Linked DNA regions of Mus musculus: regions 1, 2 and 3 are each linked to region 4. A link is a contact called in public HiCAR-type and promoter capture Hi-C data. All regions are on one chromosome and are shown on one strand. Each heading gives the region's core, a stretch centred on a gene start, on an enhancer-like site or on the middle of the called end of the contact. The rest is flanking DNA. Distances are from core to core; before and after follow the strand shown.

Region 1 (3,139 bases), core at 148-2,647, 1.3 Mb after region 4:
CAGGGTCATCCTAAGGAATGAACCGCAAAGACTAGCACCACAAAGTGGGCAGGCTAGTCAAATAACTATCACTGTTAGAGGAAGGAGTCCACACACACCTCATGAAGAAAATACAGGAAAACACCCTAAGGGTGAAGAATCTACTCATTGGATTATTCAAAACTTTCAATAACCCAGATAGAAAAGTTCGTACTCATTTGGATAAAGAGCCTGAGATACTGAATAACAACCCCAAGTTGTGGGACCCAACACACTCCCACATCTCTAACTGGGTCTCCCCTGGTCCCTCAGACTTAGGGGCAACCAAGTGTACCCCGTGCACACCTGGATGTAGGTCTCTAATCCCTGCCGGCGCTGTTCCAGTCCTCTGGTCCTCCAGTTGGGCAGGCGTTTTGAGGGAAAGTCAGGCACTTTGTACCGTTTCTTGATCTGTACATCAGTTACAGAGGTGAGTTCCCAGCAAAGCACTCAAGCCCACTGCATCTAGCTGAGGACTTTCTCCAGTCCTCTCTATATGTCTGTCTTTAAGCTTCAACCTGGGACAGCTGGCAAGAGGTGGTTGGGACAGAAGTGACAAGCCAGAGAGTGGAAAGGACGCACACGGACAAGGTCAGTCTGAGCTGAGCTCTAGCCATTGCGTCCTCCCCGCGAGGGGCCCTGCAGCCCAGGGGGAGTCGCCTATGATCTGCACCCTCCTGGGGGCTGGGACAGTAATGGGGGTGACCAACCAGAAGCTGGGATCAGAGCTCTTTCTCATGCCACCGAGGGACCTGGCCTGGAGCCAAATCGGTGGGTAGTCCGCGACATCTCACCCGCTTGTGTAGAGCGTGGAACTCGCTGTAGCGCCGCGGCACGGTGTGTCTGCGTCCGCTGTACAGCACCTCCACTTGGAACACCTGGCGGGCGGAGGAGTGCAGACGGCGGGTCCAAAGGATGCAGTAGGACCCGCGCCGCGAGACGCGCCCAATTTCTGGTGTTAGAAAGGCACAAAGCCGACTTGGCGTGCCACCATCAGGGAAACCCCTTCCGAACCCCAGACACACCTGAAAGAAAAGGGTAACCGGCCCTCCCCTCTGCTCCAAGCGACCCCTCAAGAGCCCAAACCATTGTCCAAGGGGCTGGCAAAGCCAAGTAACCCCGAACCTTTGCGACGAATGTCCTAGCCCTGAATTCTGGGTCCCTTTTGCGCTGATCGCGAAGATAATCGGTAGATCCCCGCACACACTCTTCGTCCATTTGCTCACCATGTGGCCTTTCTCTGGACTCTGCCTGGGCCCTTCGGCCTCGGGCCCCACCGAGGGAATGTGAACTTCCAGCATCCGCGCCCCGACCCGGCTGCAGCCTCTCCCGGATCGAGCGCTTGGGCACCCGAACTCCCTGGAGCAGCCAAGCAGCCCTAAGAGGCTGACCCGCCCTCGGGCTCCAGGCCCTGCCCCCGGGCCGTAGGCTCCGCCCCACTCTCTGGATTTTTCAGCCCCAGGCTCCACCCTCTGATACGGGAGCCCGCCCTCGCCACGCCCAGGGTGTTCCCTGGCTCACTAAAGTCCTGAGGCCAGAAGATAACACCATGGGTCGCCATGCAAGGGAAGGAACCTTCAGCAGGGTCACCCATTTGTCAAACATTTCCCTAGTATCCCAGGTAGTCAGCCGAGGTACATTTTACCTGGTCTCTCTAAAATTTCACCTGGTCTTTGTTGAATGTCCTGGATGCTAAGGTGTCAGAGGAAGGCACAGTGGGTTTCAGGTCTGGGCTTCCGGTTAGGACCATCCTTGTTCTTAGAGAACCTAGCCACCACAACCTTCCCTCTTTCATGTGGTCCCTGGTAGCACCACCTGAAGACTCCAACTGAGGTAGTGCCGGGGTGAGGCTGGGATCCATTCTAGCTTTGATGAGCACCTACAAACCATTCATTTATTCCATCCACCCGTCCATCCATTCATCCTTCCTACCTTAGCATGCCTAGTTTGCTTCAAGCTAGTGTATGGGGAAGAGGCAGTTTAAAAACCCAGGCTTGGCACTGAAAGTCGAATGGCCTAGATATCAAGAACTGTGTGGAGTTTCTGCACAGCTGTAAAGCAGGTAACATAAGTATAAACACTGAGTGAAGCTGGGCGGCACGGGCCAGGGGTTCCACTTATCTATGAGGCTGAGGCAAGAGAATTGTTTGAAACCAGGAATTCAAAGTCAGCTTGAGCAACTCAGCCAGGACCCAATAGTGGCTTCCTTATGGGCTTGTTCAGCTGGGATGGATGGGTGATGATGGACAGATAATAAGAAGTAGGTACAGAAATGTGTGTAGAGAAGAGGAACAAAAATGAGTGTAGAGGCGGTGGCCCCAGCTGCTCTCATCCGCCCTGCTGGTCTTCTTCAGAATGTAGTAGGATTTTTGTTTGGCACATTGCTTAGTTTGGGTTTGGTTTTTCTAAATATGTAGATACGTTTTCTCTGTGTAGCCCTTGCTGTCCTGAAACTCCATCTTTAAACCAGGCTGGCCTCTAACTCAGAGATCTGCCTGCCTCTGCCTCCCAAGTACTGGGATTAAAGATGTGTGCCTGCCTGGCTATAGTAAGATTTCAAGACAGAATGATCACTTCATGTGTAAACACAGAAATGGCTTCCATTTCTACCTCAGCCCCACACTCCTTACTGGGCTCTAGGTAAAGTGCTCAATGGCCCAGTGTTCTGTTCTCAAACTGGGTCATGTGTGATGGTTATTCTGAATTGCCAACATGGCTACAGGTAGAGTTAACTAAAAAGACAAAACAAACAAACAAAAAAAAAAGACCACCAAACCGGAGTTTTGGTTAACAGCAGGATCATTTGAGGTAGGAAGACCCACCCTAAATCTGGGCCACACCTTCTCAGGGCAGCCTCTGTGAAGCGCAGGGAAGAAAGAAACTTTGGCTTCTTTGCTGCCTGCCTTCACTCGCCGTCAGGGGCAGATCCTGCTGTTCAGGCTTTCCTTCACTGGTGTTACAGCCTGCACTGGGATCCAAACACACTCTAAAGAGCAGCTGAGACAGCCAGCCTCGTGGACTCTACAACTACCGGATTCCTGGGCTTTCTGTTAATAGACAGTCATTGTTGGCTAACTGAGCCACAGCCTGTAAGCCACTCTAATAACTCCCCCCACACAGG
Region 2 (3,276 bases), core at 552-3,051, 1.3 Mb before region 4:
TGTGTGGGAAGTGTTTTTTTTTTTTCTTCTTTTGATGTCTTAATGACCTACAGCTAAAAGATAAACCCTTAGTCATGACAGGTATCTTTAAGGAAATGTTTATTTTAACCTGTGACATTTTATATAAGGGATTCAGCCTATATAGTTTACCTATGGCTTGACCTGCTAGGGTTTCTTTTATTATTAATTTTATTTTTTTACAGTCTAGCTGTTGCCCTCCTCCTGGTCCCCCTCCCACAGTTCCTCATCCCATTTCTCCTCCTGGCCTACTAGTTTTCCTAACCTATATCTCAGTATTTGGAAAAGAATGACTCCTGCCAATTCTGAAAATAATAAAATAAACTCATTTCACAAATCTAATTTGTTAGCATTTTGGCTTTTCCCATAGTTTCATACCAACCTCAGGATTAGTTGACATACACTGTATAGAGTGGATCAAACAAGTTATGAGACACATTGGTGTATAATCTCCTTCCTGGATTTTCCAGGGGGACAATGGCTCAAAAATCCCGTAAGTGCTATTTGAGTTATTATAAGCAGAAATGCCCATGCTTTATTAAATTGAATGAACTACCAGACTATATGTAACACTAGTACGGCTACACAGAGTTTAGTGTTAATTTTGGATTGAAAAAAAAAAAAAAACTATTTGGAGGGGGAGGGTGAAGGGGATAGGGGATTTTCGGAGGGGAAACTAGGAAAGGGGATAACATTTGAAATGTAAATAAAGAAAATAATCTAATAAAAAAGTTAATAAATCCCTAGACAGCAATATTTAAAAAAAAACTATTTGGATTATACTGGTTCTGCTTCCTTGTATAGAGTTTGAGTGACTGACATCTAAGTTAATATTTTTTTTAGCAGCTATTAATAGGTCCGAAACATCTTGAGGACTTGAATTTTTCCCTAATCTATAAAATGCTGTCACATCTACAATCCGTGATATTGACTCTTCTGCCATTAGACCACAGAACACACACATCTAGCAGGAGGACCGTCAGAATTAGATTATCTTCAGGAATATAGATACTAAAGGATCTTAAAAGACAGCATCTTTTAAGTCTAGCACCTGAGAAAATATGATGTCTGGAGAGAACCTACTGCTTTTAGCAAAACACAATTGCTGAGATTTCACAGAAAGACAAAGAAACTTTAAAAGTCCGTCCAGTTTTTTGTCCTCCAAAGGCTCTTGGTGATGAGCGCGGGAATGACTCTTGCTAAGCAACTTCGGAGCCACTGTCGGGACTCACTCCTCGCTGCCCTGGGCAGGGTTCTCCCGGGTGGACAGTGGCAGGGCACGACCTCAGGGGTGCTGCAAGCAGCCCACCGGGGATGCGAAGGGCCGGCCCTGGAGAGCGAGCAGCGTGCTTGTGGGCCAGCGGCCGCCCTGGGATGGAGGAGTGCCTGGGTCAGACGAGGGCGCCGCCACTCACCCAGGTTGATGACCTTGAGCGCGGTGAAGAAGCGGTCCTGCGGGGCCAGGTCCTGCCAGGGCGCCTTGGAGCAGTGGTACTTGATGAAGGGGAAGCAGCCGGTGCGCAGGACGTGGTAGTTGGCGCCCAGCACCGGCCAATTGAAGTGCGACAGGCCGAACTGGTCGTTGTGGACCGCACTGTAGGGCACGCAGAAGGAAGTCCAGTGCGGCAGCCGCCGCTGCAGCAGGTGCTGCGTCAGCACCTCCGAGGCGCGGGGCTTCGGGCGGGAGGCGGCGCCCGAGGCCCAGGGCCGGCACAGCAGCAGCCGCAGCGTAGCCTCGTGGGCCCTCCGCAGGGCCTCCATGGCCGGGGCACGCCGGGGAGCCGGCCCTGGGCCCCTGGGGCCGGGCCTCTGGGGGCGGGGTCAGGCGAGTGTGCGCATGCGTGTTCCCCTCACCACCCTAGGCCAGGGCGGGGGACACCCAGCGGGCAGCGCGCGGGTGAGAGCGCCTTGAGGTGCGGCGCGTGCGCACAGGACGGGACGGGAGGGCGGAGCGACTGCGCAGATCAGGAAAATTGTCACCTCTGGCCTCAGGTAACCTCGGAGCAGGGAGACAATGTTAAAACAATCCTCCACAGCGACAAACCCGGTCTGGCTGTCAGGCGCTGGGCTCCAGGGAAATCCTCAGGGATGCTGAGGTGCTTGAGGTGTGCACAGGAAAGTGAGCTGACACCAAGGCCTGGCCTTTGCCCGGGCTGGACGCTTGGTGACCTCAGACTGCACGTATGTGCAGATGTCCTCACAGTCGTGTTCACTGTCCAGACTGAATCCTACCTAGATAGTGCAAGATAGGGTCCCAAGCCAGATGTGGCGCTTGCCTGGAATCACAGCCCTGAAAAGGCTGAGATGTGAGGATGGGGAGGTGGAGGCCAGCCTGGGCTACATAGAAGAGCAAGTCTCAACTGCCTCCCTGTCCCCGCACCACCACCCCCAAAACCCGAAAAGCAGTCCTATGTTTTCTCATTTAGTGCCCTAAAGCTCAGAAAAACTTCCCTCCTGAGAACACAGTAAATACTAGGACCGGAATTGGCAGTCACCAACCTTTAACAATCTCAGTTACCCATGAAAGTGTAAGGGAAGCATTTCTCAGACTTTCTGCTAGCATACAACCTCATGTCTAAAGTATCATTACTCTTATATGTCCTCAATTTTTGTGGGGAGAATGAGTAAATAGGATGAGGTTTCTGGAAAGTACCATATGCAAATGAAGTAATTCTCTGTGTTGGAACTATATAACAATTATTTGCTGAAAATTCAAGAAGGATGTAGAATAGTGTGATGTTTAAAGAAGATTTGTTTATTTTGTGTATACAAGTGCTCCATTTTCATGCACACCAGAAGAGGAAATCAGATCCCATTACAGATGGTTGTGAGTCACCATGTGGTAGCTGGGAATTGAACTCAGGTCCTCTGGAAGGGCAGCCAATGCTCTTAACCACTGAGCCATCTCTCCAGCAACATTTTTGTTTTTATAGTCACCAGTTTTGGGTTAGTCAACATTGAGTTCATTCCACAAATATGTTAAATATTTAGGGGGGTTTTGCAGTCATGCAAATAGTTTGAACTTTATAAGATTCTCTATTAGATATCGATTTTTAAAGAAAGATTAGGTGAAGTCATGATATATTTGATATGCAGAATAGCTAGGAGGACTATTGAAGGGAGGTAGGGAGCTGCAGCAGAACTGTCATTTTCAAAGTAAAGTTTTAAAAGCAATGGAGCCCTTTTTCAGACAAAATCTGTCACAGAATTCTAACATATAAAGAAAATTATAAACACAATGTGTTTATTTCTAAACAT
Region 3 (3,049 bases), core at 450-2,949, 1.2 Mb after region 4:
TTGGCAGTAATTTAACACTCCAGAGTAAGATAAACTACAGGCAATTGCTAAGATTATAATGTTAATTTAATGACTGCCTAAACCTTTTCATTATTTTCACTTGAGTTGTTTGTCTAGTTGTTTGGTTGTTCCATTTTCTTTTCTTTGTGTAGCCTTTGCCTTCCTGGAGCTGATTCTGTAGAGTTCCAGGACAGCCTTGATTCACCTGCCTTTGCCTCCTGAGGGTTGGGATTGAAGGCCTGCACCACAGCCTGGCTCCTTTTTTCTTGATGATTTATTTTATGTGCATTGATTCCCATCTTGCCTGAGTGTGTCTGTGTCAATGTGTCAGATCCCCTGGAGCTGGAGTTACAAACAGTTGTGAGCTGATATGGAGGTGCTAGGAATTGAACCTGTGTACTCCAGGGTCCCTGGAAGAGTAGCCAGTTCTCTTAACTGCTGAGTTACCTCTCCAGCTCCTGTTTTTTCGGTCTAGCTCTTTCCTTTCCTTCCTTCCTTTCTTTTTTTAAATAAACGATTTATTTTAATTTTATGTGTATTGGCATTTTGCCTGCCTGCATGTCTGTGTGAGGGTGCCAAGTCACTTGGAGCTTGGTTACTGCCATGAATGAACTGCCATGCTAGTGCTAGGAATTGAACTGGGTTCCTCTGAAAAAGCAGCAATACTCTCAACTACTGTGCCCCTTTTCTTTTCTTCCTTTCTATATTTTTTTCTTTTTTCTAAAATATTGTGATCTAGCCCAGACTGGCAAGGAACTCACAATTTCCCAGTCTCTCTGCCTCCTCAGGGCTGAGATTACAAGGTGCAGTAGGCCTGGCTTTAAAATCTTTAAATTGAATATACTATTAATTGTTGATTTGGTTAAGGCCCTGAATAGATTTCATTGCTGTTCAAGCATAATTCACTGCAGAAAAGTAGTTCTGTAACATGCTGAAGGGTCATCTTTTAAACAAGCATTAACAGACAGCATTCTGCAGCAAGCACATACGGTTTTGTTTCGTGCATGGCATTCAGAACAAACACAAATTCTTAGGAATATTGTAATTTGAAATATGGGTCAGACAATATGATCTCTTTTTTGCAGGGTTATCCTCACGTGGGTTGGTGCTGTGACCCTTTTACATTTGGCATTTAAAAAATTCTTTGGCCATGTTTTTTAAATTTTATTTACTTATTTTTATATGTGTATGGACAATTTGTCCTAATTTTTTGTCTCATGCGATCTGAAAACGGTTTTTAAAACACTGTAAACTAAATAAACTAAATTGAGTTTTCCTTTCTCCCGCCTCAGAAAGTTGTTTTAGAACACAGTAGGGTTCATCCTTAGGATACTAAACTTTAGTTATGATTTACATAGAAAAGTCCACTTAATTTTCACTTTCAGTGTTTAATTATCATGGATTTAACTCTGGTAACTTTTGAAGAAATTTTACAATCCCTATCTCTACTTGGTTTTATTTTGGCTAGTTCACAACCTATCTACCTCACCTCCATACTTCGTGCCCCCCTCTTCCCCCACCCAGAGTCCTAGCACCGCCTACCAGGGAGGTACAAATCACGACCACTGGGGCTGATGGACTGACTGGCCAGCAAAACCTTAAGTCTCGAGGCTGTCACTGCTGGACGCTGTCAATTGGTCCAGAGTGAAGGCGCGGAACCAATAAGAATCGAGGTTCTCAAGCGCTTGGAGCGCGCGGGAAAGAGACCCATTTAAACGGTGGCGGGAACATCATTTTCGGGTTCTTCTCTAATTGAGACATCTGCAGTTGGGGTGACGGTGAAAGTTGTCTCTTCTTGTGTGAACATGGTGCGGACCAAAGCAAACTACGTTCCAGGAGCCTACAGAAAAGGTAAATGATGCAGCGAGGTGGCAGGGGGTTCCCTAGGCAGCCTGTCCAGGGGTGGAGACGCCCATGGCTGCCTCCCATTGAGCAGCTAGAAGGCAGGCTCCCGGCCCTCACTGCTAATAAGCTGCAGAGAACAGGCAAGGTCGTTTGCTGCTGTTCATCTCCCTCCTCTTTACTGGCCTGGGACTGTTGTAGAACAAAGCTCGGGGATCCGAACCCTCCTGCCTTTTCTGAACGCCCCTATTTATCTCTCTCTGCAGCGGTGGCTTCTCAAGCCCCTAGGAAGGTGCTTGGCTCCTCCACCTTTGTCACCAATTCTTCAAGTTCGTCGAGAAAAGGTAGGAAGGGTCGTGGAAGCTTCTGAAGTAACACCCCGAGAGCATCAGGCCGGGCAAGGCAGTACTAACCTGTGTGGTCCTGACCCGCGGTGGATTTATTTTTACTTAGTTTCCTTCCTCTGGAATTTGTTTCCGTTGACATTCTCACACCTAAATTTCTTTCTCGCCCTCTAAGGGAGCCTTAGTCTTTCAGCAGGCTTGGATGGGGGTGAGGGTCCAATGGAAAATTCATGTCTTGGTGGTGAGGGGCAGTATATTTTTAAACTTTTTTTTTTCTTTTCTGAATGGTGTTTTAAAAATTGTTAACAGTTACTATTTTCTTGGAGGCTACTTAAGTGTCTCCTCATTAGATTTATGGTGATGATTGACTGTACTACCGCGTTTCCGGTTGGGGGATGTATGTGAGTGTCTGTTTGACCATGCATGCAATCTTTGGGAACTGAACCCTGGGCCTTCCTTGCCCATGTTGAACAAGTACCCTACCGCTGAGCTAACCACACTGCCCCAGATTGGTTTGCTTTTGTCTCTGCTTTTCCCTCCTCCTCTACTCCCCAGTTCTTCCCCTATCCGACCTTCCTTTTTAACTCTCTCCTCCCTTTTGTTCTCCCTCCTTCCCTCCCTTTTCCTTCTTCCAAGGTCTCATGTAGCCCAGGCTGGCCTCAACATTTTTATGTACAAAGAACACCTTTGAACTCCAGATCCTTCTGCCCTCCATCTCCCCACTGCTGGAATAACACACACACACACACACACACACGTTCTCATGTAATTCAGGGTAGCCCCAAACTTGTTACGTAGCTAAAGCTGGCCTTCAACTTCTGATCTCTCTGTCTTTAAGATCTTCAATTTAGGGGATTAGCAGG
Region 4 (3,097 bases), core at 306-2,805:
GACTTGTAAAGAATTTGGAAATGTTTCCTGCTTCTTCACTTAGTCCAATCACTCTTAGCACCCAATGGCAAAGCCAGGAACACTCACCATGCTTAACACTCTTGAAACTCCACCCTCCCCAGAAAAGCTTTAAAAGCAAGGGCTTCTTCCTCACTGGCAATGATCTTTGTTCAACAAATTACTGATGGCTGCCCTTCTAATTCAGGAGCAGAGCAAGGCTACGAAAGTGAGAGCGCATTCATGAACAAAAAAAGCGTTCACTGTACTCTCTCGTCACTGAGAACTGTATCCTTTCACTTCAGCTTCTTCGCGGACTCAACCCATAAGCAAGTCTCTATTTACATTCTTCCCTGTTCTGTCCACCGGCTCCACATTTCCCCCCATCCTGTAATAAATTCTTGATTTCACTAAAAGGGCACGCTAGCACTATAACCCTCTCTCACTGTTTGGGAAAGGTATGTGACCAACCAGGGTTCTTCCCTTCCTGTCGGATCCTCCCAGTATTGCAGCAGGAAGCAACCAGTCCACAGTGATAAGCTCGCTAGTATTTGTGCAGCGCACAACCTTTCCTGTTCGGGAACTGGGCCTTCAGGTCTGGCAGGGATAACAGCCACCACCCATCCGCAGCCCCTTCTCGAAAGCCAAGTAAAAGGAGTTATCCCGGTCTGGTTGTAGCTAGGCAGGGACAGAGATGAAAAGGGGGGGAAAAAAAAAAAAAAAGAAAAACGCGAGGTGGGAAGTCATCTGCTTGCCTGGACACTGCGACAAGTGCATGAACGCCAGGAGTGATGGACAGCCCCTCTTGCCCTCCCCTTCTCTCCCTCCCACCAGCCAGGTCGCTCCGGAGTGCTAAACATTAGTTGCCCGTCTGTGGGGAGGGAGGGGACAGTCCGCGGGTACTGACCTCGAGGTCTGCGGGGATGGGGGTGGGGGCCCGGGGACGGGCGAATCTGGCCGAAGCCCAGGAAAAGGCTCACGAGGAGGGAAGGGAAGAAAAGGGAAACGAACAGAAAAGAGAAAAAGCAACACCCCCGCCCCCCGAGCCAGTGGGTGTCCCGATATGGGTGCTCAGCCCAGGCAGGGGCCTGTCAGAGGGGGGACGTGAGACGAGCAGCAGCATCCAAGAGGAGGGGCTCGAGACGCCCAGGGAAGGAACTGCACGGCCGTGAGGGACGCAGCCATCGGGGAGGACATACAGAGAGGGGCGCCGCGGCTCGTCAGGCCTCCCAAGGGCGCGGGAACCCGGACGAGCGGCGGGACCCCCGACGGGGCGGCAGGAAGGAAGCGCCGAGGCGGACTCCGACCAGGGCAGGGCTGGCCCTGCGCGGGTCCCCCGGGAGTGTCTCGGGCCCCAAATGGGCTCTCGCTGGCCCACGGCCTCACCTTTAAAGAGGTAGTCGTACTCGTCGTCGCGGGTGCCCATGGCGCGGCCGAGGAGCTGAGGGGCGGGAGCGGCGGTGGCAACGGCGGCGGGACCAGGGGGCGTCGCTGCAGGGGTAACCCGAGCGAGCGAGGAGCTTCAGCTGCCGGACCCGGTGACGAGCCCCGCCCTGTATGCGTCACTTCCGGAAGGCCCCAGCCCCTCGCAGAAAGTACTTCCGGAGAGATGGCACCCCGCCCATAAGCTAGGCAGGGTGGAATGCGCAGGAGTGGACACCACATTCTCACCCGGCTTTGGGAAGGCATACAGGAAAAACAATCCTAAAATGGTCCTTGGAGCCTTTGGCTTGTTCTTCTCCCCAATCATTCAGAGAAGCGAAGTGTAAATCTTTTAGTATCTGGCTTCCGGTTGGGGGCGGAGTTTTGTCAGCATTAGAGACCCGAAGGCACTGCTGCCTCCGTGCTGGTTCCATGGTGTAATGGTTAGCACTCTGGACTCTGAATCCAGCGATCCGAGTTCAAATCTCGGTGGAACCTGCTCCCTTTTCTTCATACTTTTAACTCATATTGATTGTATTCTTTAGCTCATATTGAATAATAGAATAACCTTGTTATATCTGCTCTTGGATTGAACCACAGGTAGCCTTTACCTATGAAGACTACACTAATCAATCTTGTCAATTCAGTAGTATCTGATCTTCATGGAGACCTATTGAACTCTTTGGTTTTTCTTAGCCTTGGAGAAAGTTTGTTACTTGATTCCTTTTGCTGGAATTTTATACCCTCAGCTTCAGTTAAGGATAGGCACTCCTCACCCACTCAATCTCTCCACAAATCTATTGCACTATCTCCAGATGTCATTAAGAGAACTTCGCCCACCCTTTCTCATAAAGATTCAAGATCTTGAGTCCTATTTTCTGGCCTTCGAGCTAAGCCCGATTAAATAAATTTTAACACAAGAAGAATGGCAATTCCCATGTTAGCAAATATCAGTGTTAAGACTCAAGAAATTTGCCACAGCATCTCCTAATAATTTTGTTCTTGTTGTTTGAGGTGGTTTCACTCCCCCTCTGTACCCCAGAATATAGCTCAGGCTGGCCCTGCTGTCCTCCTCTGCCCCTTCCCACCTCCACCTCCGTCCACACAGAGGCATAGTCATCTAATAATTCCTGGGAAACAGATGTTTGTCATTCAGCCTACAGATGGAATTCAAATTGCTAATCAACTGACCTTAAGCAGAGATGTTATTTTTTTATTATCTGAATAAGCTCAGGGTTGTCCTTAAGGTCTTTCCAAAGTTGGAAGGAGGATTGTCAGCAGGGACGAGATGTTCTTCCAGACAGCCACCAGCAAGTCTGAGGAGTTCCCTTATCTATTAGGGACCTGGATTCGGAGAAAAACTGATTCTTGACTTTGCTGCAGCAAAACATTTCAGGATGAACCAATATGTGAGACAATCAGACTTTATTAGAAGAGATTTTTAATATAGATTCTAAGCTATATACTTAAGAGGAAGTGAGGGTCTCAGAAAGAAAGGTGTGGCCAAGAACATGTCTGGGAGTGCCTCAGAGAGGACTAGAGTTTCTGAGGAATCCAAGATCACAGGGCGGCTCCTACTTGGTGAGTAGAAACTTAACTGATGGGGTAACATCCAAGGTCACAAAGAAAGGTTGCAGGGGAACCTGGGGTGTTTTTCCTGTAAGCAAAGCTCTAGCCT

What was found. Promoter capture Hi-C pulls out the DNA fragments that hold promoters and counts their contacts. HiCAR-type assays count read pairs that join an accessible place to other places.
Region 1: a promoter capture Hi-C map of erythroid cells shows a contact between it and region 4, with 2.9 times the contacts expected there. The contact joins the promoter of Snx22 here to the promoter of Rab11a in region 4.
Region 2: a HiCAR-type map of astrocytes shows a contact between it and region 4, with 3 times the contacts expected there. The contact joins the promoter of 2300009A05Rik here to the promoter of Rab11a in region 4. A contact is called at or near these places in 4 of 39 promoter capture datasets (erythroid cells, liver and pre-B cells) and 1 of 115 datasets of contacts at active chromatin or transcription factors (astrocytes).
Region 3: a contact with region 4 is called in a promoter capture Hi-C map of pre-B cells, with 3 times the contacts expected there. The contact joins the promoter of Pclaf here to the promoter of Rab11a in region 4. A contact is called at or near these places in 2 of 39 promoter capture datasets (cranial neural crest and pre-B cells).

What each region holds. Positions count from the first base shown.
Region 1 is chr9:66,068,362-66,071,500 of GRCm38.p6, forward strand. Snx22 (sorting nexin 22) reads right to left here and starts at 1,398. Exons shown (of 6, transcript NM_001379335.1): 1 at 1,245-1,398; 2 at 813-896; 3 at 325-429. The coding sequence starts at 1,319.
Region 2 is chr9:63,397,443-63,400,718 of GRCm38.p6, forward strand. 2300009A05Rik (RIKEN cDNA 2300009A05 gene) reads right to left here and starts at 1,802. Exons shown (of 2, transcript NM_027090.1): 1 at 1,434-1,802. The coding sequence starts at 1,779. It overlaps Gm16759 (a long non-coding RNA gene), which reads left to right and starts at 1,875. Exons shown (of 5, transcript XR_003948339.1): 1 at 1,875-2,010.
Region 3 is chr9:65,888,624-65,891,672 of GRCm38.p6, forward strand. Pclaf (PCNA clamp associated factor) reads left to right here and starts at 1,700. Exons shown (of 4, transcript NM_026515.2): 1 at 1,700-1,851; 2 at 2,109-2,186. The coding sequence starts at 1,806. All of the region lies in intron 1 of Trip4 (thyroid hormone receptor interactor 4), which reads right to left.
Region 4 is chr9:64,736,201-64,739,297 of GRCm38.p6, forward strand. It overlaps Rab11a (RAB11A, member RAS oncogene family), which reads right to left and starts at 1,556. Exons shown (of 5, transcript NM_017382.5): 1 at 1,384-1,556. The coding sequence starts at 1,423. It overlaps n-TQctg9 (a tRNA gene), which reads left to right and starts at 1,846; the gene lies at 1,846-1,917.